Linked DNA regions of Mus musculus: region 2 is linked to region 1. The links are chromatin contacts, called in public Hi-C maps. All regions are on one chromosome and are shown on one strand. The core of a region is the stretch at or near the end of the contact, and the rest is flanking DNA. Distances in the headings are between cores, read along the strand shown. Region 1 has its middle 63 kb from the start of Gm39461. Region 2 overlaps 2610035D17Rik (RIKEN cDNA 2610035D17 gene).

Evidence for each region. Hi-C and Micro-C count contacts between places; a contact is called where the count stands out from the background.
Region 2: a contact with region 1 is called in a Hi-C map of liver, with 4 times the contacts expected there. The contact joins two enhancer-like sites. A contact is called at or near these places in 7 of 484 Hi-C or Micro-C datasets (the AML12 cell line, the C2C12 cell line, embryonic stem cells and 3 more).

What each region holds. Positions count from the first base shown.
Region 1 is chr11:112,217,541-112,224,011 of GRCm38.p6, reverse strand. No RefSeq gene overlaps it. Among named protein-coding and RNA genes, the nearest start is that of Gm39461, 63 kb to the right of the region's middle. Within about 2 kb of position 4,506, at least 2 of the 459 cell types and tissues checked have an H3K27ac peak or open chromatin away from gene starts, as enhancers often do. A contact at or near this core is called in liver, where this site is marked.
Region 2 is chr11:113,141,899-113,148,001 of GRCm38.p6, reverse strand. The region is part of intron 1 of 2610035D17Rik (RIKEN cDNA 2610035D17 gene); the gene reads left to right. All of the region lies in intron 1 of LOC115487747 (a long non-coding RNA gene), which reads left to right. Among named protein-coding and RNA genes, the nearest start is that of Gm39467, 11 kb to the right of the region's middle. Within about 2 kb of position 3,306, at least 94 of the 459 cell types and tissues checked have an H3K27ac peak or open chromatin away from gene starts, as enhancers often do. A contact at or near this core is called in liver, where this site is marked.

The DNA.
Region 1 (6,471 bases), core at 3,257-5,756:
TTGAGCAAATCTCTCCTTCCTATGGAGGTCCAAGAAAAGGTGTGTATTAATCTTCTGGCTTCTTCTTCTTCTTCTTCTTCTTCTTCTTCTTCTTCTTCTTCTTCTTCTTCTTCTTCTTCTTCTTCTTCTTCTTCTTCTTCTTCTCCTTCTTCTCCTTCTTCTTCTTCTTCTCCTTCTTCTTCTTCTTCTTCTTCTTCTTCTTCTTCTTCTTCTTCTTCTTCTTCTTCTTCTTCTTCTTCTTCTTCTTCTTCTTCTTCTTCTTCTTCTTCCTTTGGAGAGGAAAAAGAAAATCAAGAAAGTCAAGAATTAAACAATGTACATTGAAGAAAACAAGAATATAGTATGCTGGTTTCTAGTGAGCATCTGAATAGGGCAGGCTATCAACTTCTATAATTCCAGCCCTGGAGGATCAGCCACACTCTTTTGGCTTCTGTAAGCAATGTACCTATAGAGTACACAGGCATCTGGAAAAAAATAAAATTATATCTATAATTGGAGAGGTTTTAGTGGGCATATTGTTTAGAAAACACTCCGTAGTCTTCCACAGAGAGAGAAAACTGGAAACTTCACAATGTTTTATCCTCCAGTGATGTAGCAAGTCTCGACCTTTTGTGCCACCATTGATTTCCCTAAAGTAATCTTCATGAGCCCTGTTACCTGTAGAAATCACTCACTTAAGGTCACACAAAATTCCATTTTACTATCAACTCTGCAAATGTCTCACCCAATCCCTCTCTGTTATGCCAGCTGTATGAATTGAACCCATACTGGCTAATTCAGACAAAGGAAGGGTGTCATTAGGAGCCCATCGAGACACTTCAGTCTTGCACTTAGTAGGTTTTCAACATGTATTGATTGGGTGAGGGGAGGCTACGCTGTGGTCAGTGTTCAACTTTTCCATCGAGTTTATTACTTATGGTTCCAAGCGTATTGCACAAGAGAAGAGAGCTACAGGTATAAAAACAGTTTATCCCTAATAGCTGGGTTGGAGTTGTTGTATATGGAACACCATGAATAGAAATATTGACAGCATATCCTGAAGCCCTCATGCTTAGTATTTACAGATCTTTACTTGGGAATAATACCTCAGCTTCCAAAGAGGAAACCCAGGAGCCATTTAGCACCATAAAAAAAGCACTCCTAACAGAAGTGATCACCTTGGTAGCTGTCAAGGGAAAGTGTCTTTGTTTTTGGTGGATTGCAATGAATAGACTCAGCCTTTTACCAGACAATATGCGATTGTTATTATGAAGCCAACTGGACAAAGGGGAAGAGCTCCTATGCTCCTGGGAACCAGAGGGATTGGTTGAAACAAGATTTAGTAAAGGGATTATTCTTCGTTCTGATATTTTCCTACCAGGTTTGGATCCGATTCAGTGGTCACCCTGAGAACGACTTAGGTTTCCTGCAATAAATTCTGAGGACACAGACAACCATCTTCACATGGCCACAAGGAGTGAATGTGCCTGCTTTACTTAATGTCTTCAGTGTTTGTAATGACAGGTTCTGCTGTCAATCTAAATGAGAAGCCTGCATAGAAATATCTCTTAAACATGGCTTCTCGATGGTTTAGGTTCTCAGGCCCTTTGTTCTGCTTAAATAACAATAAGAGAGACAAAGGAAAATTAATAACTTACTGGGGTTACACAGTCTTTACTAGAGATATGATTTATCAATATTTGTTACAACAGTAATAACAAGGGAGAAATTAAAATGTACATTGATTAGTATATTTATAACACAAATAAGCATTTGTATGTTAATCTAAGTACCATTCTTTTAATGAGAAAGATTTATGCTTATCAAATGTAATTTAAAAAGTATAATGTGAATACTTGTGGAAATCTAATATCAGGCTTTTAAAGAGGCAACTGAGGAGGCTGGAGAAATGTGTCAGACAATAAGCTTGTTTGCTGTTCTTGCAGAGGATCCACATACCTTTTCAGTGTTCACAATTGCTATAACTTCAGCTCCAGGGGATTCGATGTCCCCTTCTAGACTCCAAAGGCACTCATGCATAGAAGCAAAAATACACCCATGCTCACACATAATTCAAACACACACACACACACACACACACACACACAGAGAGAGAGAGAGAGAGAGAGAGAGAGATATCATCTTAACCCTCCTGAATGGGTCTTCCAGCCCCTATCATGTTGTTCCATAGTGTACATGGTCATGGGAAGAATATTAGTTCATTAAGTTACTTAGATCTATTAAATATTGACAAACCTCATTGTATGAGACAGTCACACTGTTTTGCCATCAGCAGTCATGGCAAAGGGTCTGCACTAATGACATGCTGTCAAGTGTGTGCGATAGTGATGTTTCCTCCCCACGTCTTCATTTTTCACTGGAAAGCTTATATTTTATGGTTAGAATAAAGCCTGCTCTACTGGTACCATTGCTTAGCATGCAACATCTATAGTTTAACATTGCAAACAAACGCTGCCTCTTGTTTTCCTGGGAGTGACAGATTTGTTGCACTCATTTTGAAAAACTGTCTGCTAAATATCCACATCTGAGTGATCATAATTAAGCTCTTTTTTTCCAAATAAAAGTGTCATTTTTTTTGAAACTCTGGTCTATAGTTTATTTTAATTCCCCTTAGTTTTCAATGCAGAAAGTAAGAAAAAGTTATACTTGTCTGAACTGATTACATGCAGTTGGAAAGAGGCATTATGAAAATTCTAGATATAGCAACAATCAATGATTTCTATTACTTTATCAAAATTTGCATGAAATTGCCTTTTTTGGGGGGGGTGGTTTGAGACAGGGTTTCTCTGTATAGCTCTGGCTGTCCTGGAACTCACTTTGTAGACCAGGCTGGCCTCGAATTCAGAAATCCACCTGCCCCTGCCTCCCTAGTGCTGGGATTAAAGGCATGTGCCACCACGCCCGGCCTAAAATTGCCTTTTTTTAAAAGAATGAAATTGTCTTGATTAATAGCAAAGGACTTAAGTGTGGGAATTCTGTGCACATGAGAAACACAGGGAACATGTTCAACCATATGTCTGCATTATCATAAAAAGTAATTTTTAAGTAATTTTAATTACATTCTCTCTCTTTCTCCCCCCCCCCCCCGTGTATGTCCTGGTCTATATAATGAGTTCAAGGCTAGCTTGCTCTGTGTGAGTGTGTGTGTACTCTGTGTCCTGTTACTTATGTGGAGGCCAAGAAACAACTTACATGAGTCAATTTTTTATTTCTACCAAGTGGTTTCTAGGGGGAAATTCAGTTCCTCAGGCATGACTGCAAGCTCCTTCACCAAGTGAGCCATCACACAAGGCTCAGAACTTAACTTCTTGGAAAAATGTAAAATCGTTTCTCCTGGAAAACTCTGGACTATAATTTGAGGTAGCAATTTGTTTTGTGAAAATATTCTTTCTTTCTTTCTTTCATCCTTTCTTTCTTTCTTTCTTTCTTTCTTTCTTTCTTTCTCTCTCCCTCTCTTTCTTTCTTTCTCTCTCTCTTTCATTCTTTCTTTCTTTCCTTATCTTTCTTTCTTTCTTTCTTCCTTCCTTCCTTTCTTTCTTTCTTTCTTTCTTTCTTTCTTTCTTTCTTTCTTTCTTTCTTTCTTTCTTGTTTTCTTTCTTTCCTTCTCTTTCTTACTTTCCTTTTCTTTCTTTCTTTCCCTTTCTCTCTCTCTTTCTTTCTTTCTTTCTTTCTTTCTTTCTTTCTTTCTTTCTTTCGTTATTTCTCTCTCCCTCCCTCTCTCTCTCTTTCTTTTTTTCTTTCTCCCTCCCTCCCTTCCTCCTCCTCGTTCTCCTCCTCTTCCTCCTCCTCCTCCTTCTTCTTTTCTCTCTCTCTCTCTCCTCTCTCTCATTCTTCTTAAGTAAAAGCAGGATGATCTCTGACAGTTGAGGAAGGCAACACACTATCATAAACACTATACCAGCACTTACTGTAAGTTGGGGACTGAACGATTTTGTGTTTTGCTGAAGTAGATATTTCTTACATCTGTATCCCAGGTGACCTAGTCCAGGGTCCCTTCTACTAAATTTCTCTGATAATTTATCACTCTCTGGATTTGGAGGGAGGGGCACAGCAAACAGGTAGCTATGGGGAAGGAGGACAGCTGGTCCGCTCTTCGTACTGTGTCTATGTGTCAGTGGATGATAACAGTTCCCGTGACTTGATAACACCAGTATACTTTGTGGGGGTGATTTGACTCTAAATAGTATTCATCTCTCAGGCCTCAGCTTTTAGGGAAACCTCTTACTTTATTCTCTTCTGCCTGCCTACTGGTATTTCTGGTTAAATTCAGTCACCTTCTCTGGGAAAGTAGTTCATTACCCTTGAAGCAAAGATACATAGATACATACGTACATACATACATCTTAGAAAGAGCAACAGCCAAGCTACCAATAGACATGGATCAAATGAGCTTGGGGCAGATACTGGCAATGTCTCAGAAATGTTTTCCTGATTTCCAGGGAGATTGCTCATATGAAAACTAAATGATGCTTGCCAAAGCTTTGGCTGATTCCAGGGTGAGATGTCCAAAGTCTACAGTATAAACTGTCTTTCCCAGTTAGTTCAGCCAAATCAGGATGGTGGAAAAGTCAGACTGTGGTAGGGCCGATTGGTGAATCCTGACTCTATGAATACATGGAAAATTGAAGTTTCCAGGGAGGTGTAATTGGCACCTTAGAGGAGAGCCAAATTAACTTTTAAAAAGCCGAGAGAGACTAACAATCCCTGGAGAAGACTAATTTTGGAAGCAAACCTGTTAAGAGGACACTGGTCAGTCCAGAGGACAAGTGGCCCAATGACCTAATTACCAACTCGCAGGGAAAAAATGAAACCAGTCCTTGGAAAATTGCGTCAATATCATGACCTTTTGTGGGCACTATTTTTAAAAATACCCATGGCTATCCTGAAAATGTTCCTTTCTTCATGACTAACCACATGCTGAAGGCCAGTTTCATTTTCAAAATACAATAACAAAGTTCTTCATGTTTAAGGAGAATCCCACTGAAAGTTCTAGGCTTGAAATTAATTGAGTAGTTAATGAAACGAGTGATTATAGCTTCCCCTGAAAATTCACTTGTGTACAGATGTGATCAGCTCCTCTCATTAATAGATTGGCAGGCCAGGGAGTCCATCCATTTTTTTTTCAGGCCAGACCTCCCTTGCAAGAACATTATTATTTACTGTTGCATTCAAATGATCTAACAAGTGTTGGGAAGAGAGCTCAGTTAATTATATGTTTATGGTGTAAGCATGGATATCTGAGTTCAAATTCCCATCAACCTCACAAAATCTGGGCAGCATGATACCCATCTAGATAGCCTTGAGACTTTGAGGAGGAGGGGCAGACACAGGAGACACCCTAGAGTTCAACAGAGACCTGCTTTAGATAAAAAAAAAATAACTAGAAGTTCAGTGAGATGTGCTGTCTCAAAAACTAAGCTGAAGAGGGCCTGAGAAAGCAATTCTATGTCAAACTTTGGCCTACGTGTACACATACACACATGTGCATGTGCACCAACACATACATATAAATACATCACATACATGTACAACACATATACACACTTAAGCACGTGTACACACATATCACACATACACAAGAATAAATGAATAAACAAATAAATACGTGTTCTATCAATTTCTCTTATCTGGATAGATGCCTTTAGTCCCTCTACCTTTAAAAAGAAAGCCAGAAACATGACCCTAAAAAGGAGTGGGAAATTGTCCAATGGGCCTTACTCCAGTGTGTGTGTGTGTGTGTGTGTGTGTGTGTGTGTGTGTGTGTGTGATCATGATCCTGGAGCCACAGAGGGAAATGCATCTACGTGCAGGTAATGTGACGCCGGATGATACATGAATTGGCATTGATAATCAATAAGCTCATAAGTAAATTAATATTCAATCAACAGCTATACGTACACACATCTACACTTTATCGTATATCTGTGTGTATACATATATGTATACACAAACACATACACACACATATGAAAGAGAGAATTTATTAGTCAACTGAACAAGAAATGACTTCAGATAGCTGACAGTTTGGAGGCAAAGGCCAATCAGTAAATGTTTGTTATTTTGTTATGTTAGATACATACATTCTAGAGACAAAAGAAAAAATTGCTAGAATAAAGCTAAGCCAAATCTTGAAACATAAAGATGAAATATCCGTGAGAAACATATCACTCAGCTCAGACAGCCACATGCAATCTTCAGATGATTTGAATAGTTTCCCTCATTCTTTGCAGAAAGCCATTCCTGAAGGACCCACTTATGAAACCAAAGCATTCATTCACAAAGAAAGGACAGCTTTCCAGCCTCCCTCCTTCCTCTGGCTGATTAGAACACACTGGGGCTTCTCAGGCTACCTTAAACTCCCCTCAGCTGTTTGTTTAGAAGTGGACTCTACACCTGCCCTCATGGCTTCCAATTCTCTGCGGACATTCTGATACTCTTCCCCTCTGCGACTCTCCCACAGCTCCTGGAATC
Region 2 (6,103 bases), core at 2,057-4,556, 930 kb before region 1:
ACCTGTCAAAATTGCTTTATAGCCCCTTTTATCTCTCTCCCCACCCCCACCCCCACCCCCACACAGAATTTCCCCAGAGTTCTCAGCACGCTCTCTGGTTCCTTTCCTTCCAGCCTTCCTCCAACCTACAAAGTGTCCCCACCCCCAGTCATTAAATATTGTCAGTTCTGCCACTGACGCCGCCTTGTTCGCCTGGTCCAGATAAATGGTTGTTGACTCTCTAATGCAGACCAAGGACACTGGGCTCCCAGCCTCATGAAAGTAGCCATGGTGCCTGCCAGGTGGGCCGAGGCCAGGGGGCTGCAGGGTGCGGGCTGCCTGAGCCCAGGAGGCCGCTCTAGCTCCTGGCCAGCAGCTGGCTGCTGGCGCCCTCCTTCCTTTCCTCCCGCCTGCCCCACCCTCTCTCTAAACATGACTGTATAAACTTGAGGGTCTTAGGGGAACGTCCAGTTCTGAGCCCAGTGGTCACAGAGCCCGAGCCCTGGCTCCATGCATACGTCTCATGCTTGATTGAACAAGGTCAGAGGCTCTTTAACAGAGAGTTGCTTCCTTTTTAGCTGTGGCAGAATGCATATAATATCAAATCAACAGTTTTAACCATTTTGCACAGTATAATTCAGCTGCAATAAGGACATTCACAGTATAGTATAGTTCTTACCACTGTCGCCTTTCTTAAGCTATAATTGCTATGCAAAAGTTGCATGTACTTGATAGACGCAATTTTGAAGGGTTTGGACATAGACACATACCATTCCAAAGGAAAGGGCACACCCATCAGGCCCTTGTCCCCATCCTCACCAGGTAGTCTGCCCCACCCATAGCAACCACCGCACTGTTCGTCTGTGCCATGCATGGATTTGCCACACAGCATCGCTGTGTGCCCTGTGTTCCTCTTACTGAGCAGGATAGCGTCAAGGTCCTGCCATCCATGTTTGCCTTCCAAAACCCAGGTCTTCCAAGGAACAGTGTGGCGACTGGTAGGAGCTGGTGGGTGACTCAACTTGTCTCTGGCAGCAGCTCCTTATTCCTGGCATGAGCTCCTGGTGTCACCGTCAATGGCTGAGTCGTCCCCCCCCCCACCTCCGTGTGTTCAGCGAGGTCATTCCTAATTTGCTGAAACGGCCAGGTCTCTCTTTTCCTTCTTCCCACAGTTACTGTCCTCCCAGGTTCTGTTTCCAAACCTGACATATCATGTGAAAGTCATGTATAACATTAGGGTGTGGGGTTGGAGTCCTGGCTCTACAGTCGCCTGGCTTTGTGATGTTGGTATCTCCACCCACAGAACAAGATGGGTGATCCACCTCCAGGGCCATGGTGAGTTCACTAACAGCAGTCAGTCACTGGGTCTGGTACCTGTGATATGGATATGTACAACCTACTGGCTATCAGTAAAATCTGGACTCAAGAAATTATCAGTATGGAACCCTCCACTTCTACCCTGTTGATGTTTGCCATGATTTTTGAGCGTTTGGAAAATTCTAGAAAGTTCATAGGACTTCAGCGTGTCTTTAAATTAGATGCACATTTGTAGTTTTCAGGACTCAGATCTGGGACAAAGAGGAAGTCTTGCTTCTACCCAAAACAGCAACTAAGTGGCCCTGTTTCTTCTTTCTTTTTTTTCTCATTTTTCTTTTGCCATCCTGTCTTTGGACTTTGTCCCAATCCACAGCCATTTTACATTCTCTCGTGTTTCAGTTTCACCAAGCTGACCTTGCAGGGCCATGGCCACAGGTGTATTAATCTTGGGTGACATGCAATGGGTTCCAGAAAGTAGAAAAGGATTCATAGGTCCCCCTGAGCCTCTTGCCCCTTTGTATGTTGGCAGAAAGCTAACTTTATGGACTCAAGTATGGTTCTGAGAAGTTGATTATTATGTTTATGCTGTTTATTGTTATATATTTATAATCTGATTAATCACGGTTGTTTATTTATCCTATGAGCTCACACTAAAGGCTGGGGAGACTTTGGTGGTCTTATGATGTCAGGTCCCATCTTGGCTCTCATGTGATTACGGAGTTGTGTAACCTCTTTGTTCATTTGGTTTCATGCCTGGGGATCATTGGCCCTTGGCCTGTGTGTCTTGTGGTGTAAAGGGAGGGGGTGGGCTGCCCTCTGGGTGGGGCCCACTGCCCAGCTGTGGCGCCCATTCTTGGCCAGTGTTCAGTGGCCTTTTGGTCAAGCATCTTCCTGGGGAAGGACCCAGAGGAGGTCAGTTATTGCCTTGCTTGGCTCTTTGAACTCACGTTTTGTATCCTAAAGGAGGGAGCTTTCATTTTTTTCTCAAATTTAAAAAAATAAGTGTCACATACTCAAAACAAAACGCTGTCCATTTCTTTCATAGCATCTCTGTGCCATTGTGAGTATAGATGTGTGTAGTTTTCATCAGAAAAGGGGATGCTGTGCACTTTATTTTCGAGTCAGAATTGGTGCTGTGTGGTGTATATACAGTAATAACCATCCTCAGTTGGTGTTTAGTGCAGTTTGACTTTTAGGGCAGGCTTTTCTGTCTAAGGTCCTCCTGAGAAGCAGGCTTGGAACACTGTGACTCTGAGTTCACAGCTGACTCCAGCCCAAACCTCTGATCACTGCCATTATTACAACCCTGGGACTCTTAAAGCAGCCACTGCCAGCACTGTGCTCAGGGGCTTCAGCACATGGGATGTCAACAGGTCTTGAACTGCAGCCGTTTCAAGCAAAATGAGAAGTAGCCTTGGTGACAGACACAGGTGAAGGACCCCTTTGCTTTCTGCTTTGGGGAAACTGAAGGAACACTGTTAGATCTTTGCCTGTGCATTTTAAGGGTGGTCATAGCTACAAGAGAGGCAAAAGGAGATCTAACATGCTTGCTCTTCCTTCCCAGAGCATATTCTTACAAGACCCTTGTGTGAACTGCACCGGGAAACAAGAAGGCGAATAAGTGGGCAGGGTCCTGAAGTGAGCTACCTGGCCTCAGCTCTGCTCAAATCTAGGTCCCCTCCCTCCTTCCTTCCCTCCCTCCATTTCCTCTCTTCTTCCCCTCCTTCTCTCTCCCTCCTCTCTCTCTCCCCTTCCTCTCTCCCTCTCTTTCTCTTCCCTCCTTCCTTCTCTCTCTCTCTCTCTTTCCCCCTCCCTCCTTCAGCCCTCTCTCCCTGTTTTTTTGTGTCATTCTCCCATTACCTGGGGTTGAATGTAGGGCTCACCATATGCCAGACAACCTCTCCTCACTTAGCTACTGCCCAGTTTCCATTTTCAGTCCCTGGGACAGGGTCACACTAAGTTCCCAGGTTGGCCTTGAATTCACTCCAGCCCAGAGAGACCTTGATCTTTTGATCTCTGTGCTACAGCGTCCTGAGCGTCCAGGACCCTTGGCCTGCACCACCAGTCCTGGTCTTACTCTCTAATTCTTGGGGTCACTGTGAGCCCTGGGCAAAGACTGTACCTTCTTTTCCAATCTCCAGGAGTCTCCCCTCAGGCTTTGGTGTAGGGAGTCCGGGCAGAGAGCTCTTCAGCGCCTTCCGGCTCACTGACTCCGTGATAAGGTTCCGATGGATGGATTGCATGTCAGGTTGCTTGGAAACAGGATGGAAACTGGCCAGGCAGCCCTCAAAGCCGTATTCCTGAGCTCCCAGGACCAGCAGCACATTTGAATGAGTCTGATAAAGCCCCTTTGCTGCCCCTCCTCCCCATCCAAAGAGGACATGAGCAGAGACGGGGCCTCCGCACAGATAAGCTTCGTGAAGGGAGATGGAAACATGCTTGGTTTTCTTTCTTTTTTCTTTTTTGTTTTTGTTTTCTGTCAGTTGTCTGATTTCTCTGCTGGAACAATTGTCTTGCCTTCAAGCCCCCAAGAGAGTGAAGCCAGCCTTAGTCCACCTTGGGGATAGAGGCTGGACAGAATATGCCTGCCCATCGAACACAGCAGGGGTCAGGGGGAACTTTAGAAGGCCCAAGAACAGCTTTGTCTCCTCGCAGCGGCTTGTGGGCTCATGGCCATATCCTGGCTGAGCGATTGTGTGTCCAGCTCACTGGGCCAGGGCTGAATCACCACGAATCCCCCACAGTGCTGGCAGTGGCTGCTTAAAGAGACCCAGGACTGTAATAATGGCAGTGCTCAGAGGTTCTGGCTGGAGTCAGCTGGAAGAAGTCTATCAGAGTCTCCTGAGAGATGAGGAAAGCCCAGGTCTGGCTGCTGGGGAAGAGATGAGTGGGGGGTCTCTAGACTGTGCTAAGAGACATTCTGAGCCTCAACAACTTAACATCTTAACGTCCAGAAGTTCCTTCTGCTAACACAAGCTAGCTGTTATCGAGGTTTTTCAGTTAGCTAATTCCTGAAATGTGTGTCTCTTTGGTGACCCATTTTGTAGCCGAGAAAGAGGCTTAACTTATCCAGAGTCAAGGGCAGATCAAGAGTTTCTTTGGCAGGGTCCAGCTCCATCATGGCTGTCTTGAGTTTGTTGGCTACCTTATACTGCAGATTGCCAACAGTTGGAAAGAGCATCCCAATTTGGACTTCTATATTTATTATGTTTGCTTAGTCAACATCGGTCCCCACCACTATGCTGGGGAGGTGACTGGGTTTAGTCCACATTGTGTCCCCAATGTCTGGTTGACAGCAGGCTCTTGGGCTATTGAGTGAATGACACCTGCCCACACTATGGCTAACCTTTATGGCATCTGGACTATGTCCACACGAAGGAAACTGTGAACATAGGCACCCAAATTCAGCCCCTTCTGGAGAAGACTGGCGTAGGAGCTGAACACCTCACAGCTCCCAACAGCTCATACCGTCTGTCATCTGCCCTGGGATGGCCTGGGTGGTGAGGGCAGGCTGCTTCCAGAATCATCTGGCATAGAAGCTCTCCCACCCTCCTCCACTCTGCTTACAACCCAGAAAGTAAATCACCCTACTTATCCTCTGAGAGGGGCAGGGAAGACTTGAAAGATTGGCAGTCACCCACAGTGCTCCCTCTGCCCGACTCTTTCAGCACTCTTAGATTCTTGTGCTACTTCACTGGGTTTGCCTACCCTTGCATTTATCTCTGGAAGGGTCTCATATTTCACAGTGGATCCTTCCCTTCTCTTCTCTACTCTACAGGAAATATGGGAGGTGCCTAGCTCTCTCTCTGTGCAGCAGGAGAACCTGAGAGGAGGGGAGGGGATAGCTCTTCTTCCTAGAAGCCATGGTTCCTGTGCCTAGCCACATATACTTCTTCAGTGTCCCCAGGTAGACCAGATGAACTAAGGAAACCAGATTAGAAACTCTGGAGTATTCTCAAAGTTATTTACATTGATAAATACAGAGTCTGAAAACAACGTGTCTGTTGGTGGTTTTCAGAGGGCAGAAACGTGTGGCTGTTTTTAAGATACTCATCTTGTTCTCTGATTTGGGGGACCAGACAGAAATACCCCTAAGGACTTCCTAAGGTTATCATTTTCTCAGCAGTTGTCCTAAAGCAAACCCTGGGGTCTTTAATGCCCACCTACTGCCACTGGAATAGAAAGAAAACTTGAAAACCTGAGTGTTGGGAACTTACTTATCCTGTGACATGGTCCTAAGTGGAATTCCCGGTACTCTGCCAGTGTCTTTGTGAGATCCTACCTGGAGCTTGCTGTACTTGCTGGCTGCCCCCTCCCGTCCCCCCATCTGCATCACCCCCAAAGAGGTCTGTTTCTGAACTCGTGGAGTTCCCGGTTGCCCAACCACACTAAGTTGTATTTGAGTAGAGGCCCTTTGATTAGATTCTGCCCATGGTAGAGCCCACTTCCCTACAAATCCAGAATATTCCAGTTTCACTTGCATTTCAATATCGGTTGATAAGAGTGAGTCACATAAGTGGCAACATCTTTAGATAGACTCATACATTTTAGACAAGTGTACCATTTCTCCCTAAAAAAGACTGTGGGAAATAGAGCTCTGATTTCTAAGGATTTTACCTCTCATTGCAGGGACATGTTGGGCCTGTACTTGCTAAGGTGAGCATCAGCCAAACAGAGAAAGTCTTGTTTTTATTTTCGCTCATTTTAGAGCTTTGATGAAGTACACTTGACAAATAAAATAGAATCTATTCAAAGATTACACATGATGGGACGATATGATATATATTCACATATATCCACAAATATA